Regions from separate parts of the Callithrix jacchus genome. Here region 1 is linked to region 2. Evidence: chromatin contacts called from public Hi-C data. All regions are on one chromosome and are shown on one strand. The core of a region is the stretch at or near the end of the contact, and the rest is flanking DNA. Distances in the headings are between cores, read along the strand shown. Region 1 has its middle 85 kb from the start of CD93. Region 2 holds the start of THBD (thrombomodulin).

Region 1 (4,908 bases), core at 1,496-3,995, 130 kb after region 2:
GAGAGGACTGGGATTCAAACCCGAGTAGGAGCCAGAGAATGATCCTGGGTCTAAAAATAAGCTGTGGGGCTGATGAAGAAAGATGTTTAGGGAGGCCGCCAGGGCATCGCAGAGAAGCAGCTCAAAGTCCTGCTCGACATGACTCAAACTGTAAGAGATGCTGAGATATCGGGGGTGTTTGCAGAGGACCCTGCAACTGATGCACCCGTCAAACCCTCAGGAAAGAAGAGCATAGCCCCAGCTCCAGAGCCCCCAGCTGCAGGATCAGCCCCTCCAGGACTGCCTGGCCTGTGGAGAGCCCCACACCCACATTACCCTTCTTCCGAGGGTGGCATCCACAAAGTGCTCAATGTGGGTCATGAGGGCCTGGGCCCCTTGTCCCTGCAGGACAACGCTGAAGCGTTGTGTCAGTCTTCAGAGTCCTCATAGAGTGGGCAGGGGTCTCAGCAGAGTCAGCACCAGCCTGCCTCTCTCCTGCATTGCTCTGTGTCTTTCTCGTCCCTTCCTGGAAGTGCTGGGTAAGAAAGGGTTAAAAGATGCGCCAGAATGTGAGTGTCCTTTGAGCTCCCCAAGCTCTTTCCTTACGCAACCTTAAGCAGCTCTTTCCTTAGCAACCTGACATGTCAGTTCACGGTGTCTGTGTTTATCTTTTCTCCCAGCCAGAGCAGATCTAGGCGGCTGGCTTCAGGCTGAGTGTGGAAGGCAGTGCTGCTGGCAGGCAGGGGGGCTGTGCGCTGTCCCTCTTCCTCTTCCTCCTCTAGGAGAACAATGGCAGGATCCAGTTGCTTATCTGTCTGCTTATCTTAGTGTGCTGAGGGGTGGCTGAATCCTGCATGGGCAGTGGGGGAGGGCCTTGGCTCAGTACTGCCCTCCTGTGCTGGGGCAGGCTTGGCAAGATCCATGGAGCTGCCTCCCTCAGACAGCCTGGTGTTCCCACCCAGGGGGTGGAAATAAAGACACATCACATCATTGGCTTCTGAGGAGTGAATGACAGAAGGCACGCACACAGTGATGGCGTTCAAAACATATCAGCTGGCTGGATGCGGTGGCTCACGCCTGTAATCCCAGCACTTTGGGAGGCTGAGGCGGGCGGATCACGAGGTCAAGAGATCGAGACCATCCTGGCCAACATGGTGAAACCCCGTCTCTACTAAGAATACAAAAAACATACCAGCTGTGGCCGCCACTGTCTTAGCTCTTTGCACTTGGACTCGTAGAACGGGCCTCACTTGCAGGGACGGTGGCAAATTTCTCCCCACCTGCTGCGACCTTCTGTTGACACTAAAATAGCTGTGGGTATACGTGGTGAGGAAATGTTACGCTTTATCTAAGAGTCAGGTCACAGAACCAAGCGTCTCTGCTTCCCGGCCGTCTAGCTTTAAACAAGCCACATCTTTGTGCCTCCATTTTCCCACATCCCCATTTCTCATGGACAGACAAACTTGAGAATCTGGTGAAATAACTCATGAGAGGTCTTGACACCCCAGCAAGCAGCAGCTGATTGGAAGCCACGGCGTAAAATGCAACGGGGATTTGCTTATGCTGACGGGTCAGTTTACCTGATTAGGACAGGCAGAGGAGCTCAAACTGACCAGCAAGACAGTGGCTGGGAAGAGAGGAGGCCTCTAAGAACCTGTTATCTGAATGGTGGGCTGACGAGGGCACTCCTAGAGAAAGGGATGGCACTGTCCTGAGTGTATTCTGCTCAGACCCATTACTGTTTCATGAAACACTCTCTTACGGCTCCATTTCCTCAGACAGTGGCCTGTCTTGTGTCATTGAACATCCTCTATGGACTGCCTGGAATATCTGCCTTCTCCCATGCTCACCTGTACCCCAGTAAACTCCTATTCATCCCTCAAAACCCAGCTCTGCCCTCAAGTCTTCCAGGAAGGCTCTCCCGGCACCATCCTCACCTGTGGGCAGGGTTGGGGGTGGGGGTTCCACCACATCTGTGCTTTAACCTGGCCTGCTGTTAGACCGTTGCCATGAGCCCAGCCCTCCCTGAGAGCACCCTTCAGGGCACAGAAAGAGCTCAAGGATGGTGGCTGGGGTTCAGTCAGCCACTACAGATACCCAAAGCCGTCCTCGTTGAGTCAACCCTCCCAGGGCAGGGAGAGCAGAGGGTCTGGGAAAATAACCCCAAGGAGAGGGACAGGGCGATTATGAGCTGTGCAGTCTCCCTGCTGGGACCCGGAACCGTTACTGGAGAGGAGCAGGGCCTGAGCCTGGGGATGGCCCTGAGAAAGCACAGCAGTAGGAGCTGTAATCAGCTAAGCACAAGCAGTCCGCTTGGTTTCTCTAGTGTTATCCTTTGCTTTCTAAATAAAACAGCATGTGAGCACCTCTGGAGTTGGTGTCCCCAAAGTCCCCCTCCTGGATATCGTCAGCTGCGTGGACCAACCTTTCCAAAAGATCAGCCAGGTCACGGTGAAGGTCAAAGGTGAGCCATGGGCCTCAGCAGCTGCTGGGTGGACCGTGCGTGGGACTCAGGAAGTGACGTTTGCTCCCCACCCCGCCCCCTTCCTCAGTCTCTTGCTCAGAATCCTGGACCACACACTGCGTGCTGTGGCTCCATCACTGTGCTGGGTGAGGGGTGGACTGTCCAGCTGAGAGCCACCCAGGAGGCCCACCCAGGAGACCCAACCCAGGCCTCTCCATGGAACCCAGAGAGTTCCAGGGTGCTGATGGGACACCGGGGCCCAGGTCAGCCTCTGCCCCTCCTGAGGGTGCCTGAGGACACCCTTACTATTCCAGAGAAGGAGGCCCTCCCCACGGCTGCGGACAGTCACAGCAGCTGTGGACAGCTGATGGGAGGGTGTGTCCTTTCCCAAACCCTACAGGCAGGCAAGCGCTCACTATGTTAATGGAAAAAAGAAAGGGAAGGAAAACCGGACTGTACCTGAGGTCAGGCAGGCAGGTCTCCACTCGGCACTGGACAGATGGCTAGAAGCCTTGGGCCTCTCTAGGAGGCTGGGGCCCCCCACACGATCCCCTCTGCAGGGTGGAGGCCACGCACCTGCTCTCCTGCTTCTGAGCTCCGGTCTCCTCACTGTGAGGCCCCACTGCAGCAAAGAGACACTGGGAATGAGCCCTCCTGTCCCCTCCTTGCCAGAGCGTGGGAAGATGCGTTGGTCGAGGGCCCAGATCTGTTTTCCTCCCCGAAGACTTTCTCTGACTGAGTCTGACGCTTTCTGAGTTCTTACCTAATTTCCCCTTCTCCTTCTGTGGCCCAGTGAGATTTATTTGTTTGTTTTTATCACTACCCTTGCTGTCTCCTCAAATCATCCAGCGCCACTGCTGTTTTCTAGAACATTGGCAAGCATGCTGATGGAGAGCACACACTGTGCTGACCTCTGAGGGGAAGAGCCTCATCCCACCACTCAGGTGGGGAAACTGAGGCTCTGTGAGGTTCGTTTAAAGCGGGTGAGCAGCGCGTCTGGAACTGGAGCTCTGGCTGGCTCATGTCCATGCTCTTCCCACCACAGCAGGAGCCTGCTGAGGCTCCACGCGCTCTGAAATGTTGAGAACTGCCCTGTGGATACCAGGAGAGAGGGCAAGAACACAGCACGACTTTCTTGGTTATAGTTTCCTTCCTCAGAGGGGTTTTCCGACTTGCCCTGGGTCTTGTGAGGAGGGTAGAATTACATTTCACAGGCTGCCTAGCAGCCACACTCGCCTCTAGGCTGAGAAGGGGTGGGGTTCGGCTCCACAGTCTCCCAGGTCCTCAGGCAGGGACTCCACGCTCTGATTCCATCTGTTATAGTGAAGCCCAACTTTCTCTTCAAAGAATCAGCATGTCAGTATGTTCAGCTCTCTTATTCTTTAATTCTCTATTTTAAAGTTTCACTTCCTTGTAGTTCCAGTAAACAACCTTCTCCACCAGTTCTAATCAGTAGTTCACATCTGTTCCCCTGGCCCCTGCTCCGTTCTGACTCATCCGGGTCACCTGCTCTGGTCACCTTCTTTAACCTAGGTCACCCCCTGCTACCTGCTCTGATCCACCTATAACGGTCCTTCCCACCAAAACACCCACCGTGTCACTCCAGCTGGGACCCCTACTCTCTTTAAAATAGCCAATCAGGATTAGTCTAGTTTGTGTGGTCTAACCCTAGCCAACAGGGGAACAATACAGCAGTAGGGACGACCCCCGGCAGGCATAAGTACCTCTTCCCCTCCTTGTCCAGGTGTCCACTTGCATTGCTCCATCTGTGCGCCGCACCCTTCTATAAAAGTAAACTGTCTTGCTGAGAGGATTTTTTTTTTTCCTTTTTTTTTTGAGACGGTCTTGCTCAGGCACTGGGCTGGAGTGCAGTGGCACGATCTCAGCTCACTGCAACCTCCGCCTCTCGGGTTCAAGCAATTCTGCCTTAGCCTCCCCAGTAGCTGGGACTACAAGCACGCACCACCATGCCCTTGCTGAGAGGATTTATCTTTGAGTGCTATTTCTTTTGTGACACTGAAATTTTACTTATAACATATCTCTAAGTTGGCAAGTACAAAAAAAAAAAAAGTCAACTGCCCAAGGGACTTTGCTTAGCACCCATATCAGGTTAGGCTGGCAGATGGAGCATATGCTGGGGTGGTCCCATCTGTCAGACCTCATGTTCCAGGTGAAGAGACTGGTGAGCACCAGGTGACCCTGCCCCAGTGCACATGGCTCTGTCAGGTACAGTCAAGTCTCTGCCCCTGGAAGGTATGCCTTGAGGGCCATGCCAAGCAGAGCCTCTCTCAATGGGTGTCTTCTGGGGCTGCTGCCACCAGGGATCACACCCCAGGCAGCTTAAACCACAGGCTTTTGTTCTTGCACAGCACTGGAGGCCGGAAGTCCGAGAGCAAGGTGCTGGATGGCCTGGCACCTCCTGAGGGTGGCCGGCTGGTCCAGTGCAGGCCTCCCGCCTTGGCTGG
Region 2 (5,230 bases), core at 942-3,441:
CCTCCTGCGCCCAGTGGTGAGGAGCTGCGACACTTCTTTGCCTTCGTCGTAAAATCGTCATGTCTGCCCAGTGGTCCAGTGACGTCATGGAAGAGGCTGAGGCTCATTCTCCTCCTTCTAATCGGCCTCTCCCCGTTTAGGCATGGAATCAGAGAACACAGCTTGGTGGGGGCGGGGCGGGCCTTCTCCAGCTGTAATCCAGCTAGGGTGCTCTGGGTAGCGGTGGAGTACAGCTGAGGGCGAGGAGGCACAGGAGCGAGAGAAAGCCCACGCCAAAGCCGGGCTCCTGGACGGAGGTCGCTCAGAGTCCCTAAGGCGTCTGCTCGGTCCGCACGTGCTGCAGCACTACCTCCTTGGAGGGGGCCGCGCACTTGTACTCCATCTTGGCCCTGGTGGCGCCCTGCTTCTTGCGCTGGTGGCGTAGGAGGGCCAAAAGCGCCACCACCAGGGACAGGCTGGCAATAGAGATGCCTATGAGCACGCCCGAATGCACGCGCCCGGCGGCCGGGGGATTGGAGGTGGAGCCCGGCGTCGGGCTGACCGGAGGCTCTCCAGAGCCGCCGTCGCCTCCGTCCACCTTGTCGGTGTCACAGTCGGTGCCAATCTGGACAGTAAGGGCCGAGTCGGTCCCGCAGATGCACTCGTAGGTACCCAGGAGGTTGCGGCATTCCCCGGAGCAGAAGCCGCCGTTCTCGCACTCGTCGATGTCGGTGCACATGAAACCTTCGTCCAGGATGTAGCCTTCAGGACACTCACAGTTAGACTTGGTGTTGGGGTCGCAGTCGGCTGGACAGGCAGTCTGGTTGCAAAACATCTGGCACCTGTGCGGCTGCTGGGGCACCGGCGCGAAGCCTTCGGCGCAGATGCAGCGGTAGCTAGTTTGGCCTAAGGGCTGGCACTGGTACTCGCAGTTGGTTCCAAAGCACGGGTCCACGGGCTCCACGCACTCGCCGTCCACCAGGTCGTAGCCAGGGTAGCAGTGGCATTCGAAGCCACCCTGAGTGTTGACACAGCGCTGCGGGCACAGATTGGACTCCAGCATGCAGTCATCCACGTCCACGCACCGGTGCAGGTCGTCTGCCAGCTGGTAGCCGGTCTCGCACATGCACGAATAGGAGCCCGGCTTGTCCGGGTTTCGAACGCAGAAGTGCTCGCAGAGGTCTTCGCAGGACTGCTTCGCGGGTGCGGTGCAGGAGCGCCCGTCTGCCTGCAGGGCGGCGCCGACTGGGCAGAGGCAGCGGGGAGCCCCAGCGCTCGCATTGCACGCGTGCTCGCAGCCGCCGTTCTCCACGCTGCAGTCCCAAGCGCCGGGCGCATCCCTAGTCCAGTGTCCCTGGACCTCCCCAGGCGGTGCGGCGCACTCCAGCTCCAAGCCTAGGGGCGCCACCGAGGCGGAGCTGCCCACCGGCAGCGCCTGAAAGTCCGCTCCGCGGGCCGCGAAAGGGGTGCCATAGGTGATCCGGACGGCTGCAGCCGCGGCGCCGGGCTCCACCACCAGGGGCCTGCAGGTGGCTGGGAAGTGGAACTCGCAGAGGAAGCCATCGGCCTTCACATCACACGGCTGCTCCTCCCAGACCGGCTCGCCGGGGACAGGGGCCCCAGCAGCAGAGACCGAGACGCACAACGGGCCGCAGAGGGGAGCCCCATTGAGGTAGAGCTCCGCCCACCTGCTGTAGCTGGTGTGGTTGTCTCCCGTAACCCACTGGAAGCCGCGCAGGGGCCCGAGGCTGTTGGGGTCGCCGCAGCCTGGTGGCAGCTGCAGGCCGATCCAGAGGCGCGGGCCAACCTCGCCGTCACCACTCAATAGCAAGGAAATGACATCGGCAGCCACTGAGGAGCGCACTGTCATTAGGTGGCCCTGCAGTCTAACGCAGATCTGGCTGGCAGCGAGGAAGGTCGTGGGGCCCGGGTAGAGCGCGAAGCAATCGTGTTCGACGCACTGGCTGCCACCGGGCTGTGGCTCTGCGGGTGCGGGGAGCCCCAGGCCGGCCAGAGCCAGCACGCCAAGGAGGATGGCCCCGAGCATGTTACCCAGACGCGCCGAGTGCAGGCGCTGTGAAAAGCGCAGGCACTGAGACCGGGCCGGGCCGGAGCAGAGGGGCGCAGGACGCCGCTGGTGACAGCCTCTCCTGACCGTCTCAGTCCAGACCCTTCTGGCCGCGGCGCGCAGCCCCTGCTAGACAGCCTCTGACATTCGGATCGGCCGGGGCTCGAGTTTATAAGTGCGCGGCCCTCCCTCCCTGGACGTTCGGGAAAAGGAAGGAAGTGCCTGGTGGGAAGGGCTGAGGCCGCATACTCGGATTGCTGGGTTCTCCGGCCGCCCTGAGCCCGCCCTCGCGCATGGGATCACCTCGCCGGGATGAGTAAACCCGGCTCTGGAGCAGGGAGGTTCTCGGGCGGGGCCGACAGGGGCAGGCGCCAGGAAAGGCCAGCACCCCTGTAGCCAGACGACTGTCCCCGCCCCCACCACGCTGGCCCCCACGCGTGCAGCCCTCCTTCATCTCTTGGACTTCCTTCCTTTCTTTTCATATATGTTGCCGTCACATCCAAGGAAAGCCCGCATTGCAGAGCTCTGGGAATCGGAGACGTCAGCGAAGAGGGCTTGGAATGGGGCGTGGGGGAGATGGTGCACGAAACCTGCAGGACACTGGGAGGGGTGACCCGCACGAAGGGGACTTTGGGAGGGACTGTCTAGGACGTGGACTTCCCCAAAGACAGGCTCGCAAGGAGAGACAGCTGGATCCCGTCCCCTGCCAGGGTGCCTGGCTCAGGGAACCGGCGGAGCGCTTGGCCTCAGAGGACAGTGGGTGTGGCTGGGGTGACGGGACAGGGCGGGGAAGACTGGCCTGACAGCAGCGCCCTCTGCCCCATGGTTGGCCAGGGGGACCCGCGAGTCCCTGGGCAACCCCATCTCGTCACGTGAGGAAGGCGCGGGGACACTATCACGGCTCCTGAGGTCCTGACCTCGCTCAGAGGCCGTGGCAGGTGAATTGCTGCGGCGCGGGGTAAGAGCGGGCGCGTGGGAGCGAAGCAGCCGGGCCGGTTTCCGTCCAGCTTCCGAGGGACGGCGCATCTCGCACCCCAACAGGGTGGCTGGCAGCCCCTCGGGGAGGCGCTGCGGGCTTCCCGCGGGTCCCACTCATGTCAGCAAAGAAAGTTTCCATTTGGTCCAGCGGCCGCATTGATACCGAGATGCACAGAAATGCCACTTGCTTGGCAAAGGGCACTGAGGAGACACGGTCCCGTGGATGGGCGCGGTGAGGAGGGCTGGAGGAGGAGATAGGAACCTGTGGCTTTCGACCTCGTCCGGTAGTTCCCTGACTGGGAATGCGGAGGAGTGGGCCACCTCCTCCGGTCGCCCCCATAACAGTGAGAGGCAAAAGGTTCAAAGACACCCTTGCGTCTCTCCTCCACCGTCCTCACAACGAGCGCCAGGCGGCGGCGCTGTCGAGCTCTAAACAAAGCCAAGGAAGTTGGAGAAGTTTCGGGCTAAAAAGGGTTAAGGTCTGGGAGCGCAGAGGCCTCCCCCTGGGGTAGGAAGCTCCGTACCCCGGCAGCCCCTTGTGGATTCCGCGGCGTTTACCTCTTGCCTCCAGGGTCTCGTAGATTCCGGACATTAAACGAGAACAGAGAGTATGGAGCCTGCACGTGCGAAAGACACGCACCGGGGGGGTGGGCCGGGCTGGACTGGACTGACCCGCCGTGACCAAGTGGGTGGAGCGTGGACACTCCGAAAGCGAAAGGGCTGTCCCACCCCACACCCTCCAGCGCCTTGGGGCAGAGCCTTCCGGAAACGGAGGAGCTGCTGGACACACAGGGGTCTGAAGCTCCCGGAATGCGCACAGCTGCACCTCACCTGACCCGGACCCCTGGGAAGTAGAAGGGAAGGGCAGCAGACAGGACAGCAGAGCTGTCCCCGGCGGGAGCAGGCAGTCGGTGGCTGTCTCGGCTGAATCAATGGTCGTGACTCCGGTGTACAGCCTGCCGACGCGGGACCCAGAAGCAGGGCTGCCTGGGGTGCCGCCATGGGGTTGAGGGTGAAGCTTCAGACAGGGGCAGGAACCTCTTGGGGACACTGCTGAAGGGTCTGAATGTGGGGACGATTCACGGAGTGGATGAGACAAAAGAGGGGACAGGATCCGTTATGGAATCAGAGACCAGTGCAAAGTGAAAATGTAGGGTCCTTTGTTCAATTACAAGGATTTCAAGACTGTGACAGCAAAGCATTAAACAAGACATGGGGCCCTGGGGGGTGATCAGCAGGTCCCTTCTGAGCCTGCCAGCCCTGAAAGGGACTGAGGGACATTAAAGGGTCAGGTCTCACCCCACATACCAGGATGTTTGCATTCTTGGATGGGATTCTAGCTGATGTACCACCACCATGTTTCACTGGACGATCTGTGCGGGTCTGCCTGCACCCATTACTGATTCTTGCAAAGAAAAAAGAAAAGAAAAGGAAAGTGTGAGAACAGCCCCAGTGACTGAGTCCACTGAGAACTCAGTGATGTCTGTGAACCTTGGATCAACCTATATGAGGAGGTGCAGATTTTGGATGTTTCTATATTAGAAAGAAGCTAGAGCAACAACAGTTGGAAGCAGAGCACTGTCCCCATGGGTGGTACCAGTGTCTGGGTTGCCCTGTAGAAGGATGAGTGGGCATGACCCATTTGGCTTTCCCACCCATCAGGGCTTTACCACTGGTGCTCAGGATACCTTTGCCTTCCAGGACCTGCCCTCAGCAGCTTCATTTTTCCTCTTCAGACAGTACCTTGGAGGTTTTTCACATTTTAAACCACCTTGTGGTGAATGAAGGTCCCCTGTCTCTGTTCTTGCCCCACCCCTATCTTCCTATCTGTGCCACCTGCACACCCGGGCGTGCCGCTCCCTCCTATCTCTTTGCAGATGACACTTTCACTTCCCACTCCTTAACCCAGTTCCCGGCTCAGCACCCTCACTGTGGGTCACCAGCAAAGACTTGTTTTACTCCTGAAACAGCTTCCTTGAAGGACACCATCAGGTCCTAAATACTGTGGCCGAAATCTTGTTTTCGGCCATCCTTCAAGAAACCTTGGTGCCATTTGCACTTGTGACCCTTCACCATTCTCAAGGCTCCTCTTCCAATCACTTTTGAGACACGTATTTTCCTCCCCTCCTGTCCTATGAGCTTGCGGAGGCCCCTGGCATCCTCTTGCCCCACCCACTGGAGCAGCTGTTCTCAAGGTTCTGCTGG

Evidence for each region. A called contact is a pair of places that touch in the nucleus more often than the background predicts.
Region 1: a contact with region 2 is called in a Hi-C map of skeletal muscle, with 3 times the contacts expected there. The contact joins the enhancer-like site here to the promoter of THBD in region 2. A contact is called at or near these places in 2 of 3 Hi-C or Micro-C datasets (both in skeletal muscle).

The regions. Positions count from the first base shown.
Region 1 is chr5:30,208,831-30,213,738 of calJac240_pri, forward strand. No RefSeq gene overlaps it. Among named protein-coding and RNA genes, the nearest start is that of CD93, 85 kb to the left of the region's middle. Within about 2 kb of position 2,746, at least 5 of the 16 cell types and tissues checked have an H3K27ac peak or open chromatin away from gene starts, as enhancers often do. A contact at or near this core is called in skeletal muscle, where this site is marked.
Region 2 is chr5:30,080,071-30,085,300 of calJac240_pri, forward strand. THBD (thrombomodulin) reads right to left here and starts at 2,192. Exons shown (of 1, transcript XM_003732821.6): 1 at 1-2,192. The coding sequence starts at 2,026. The coding sequence ends at 311.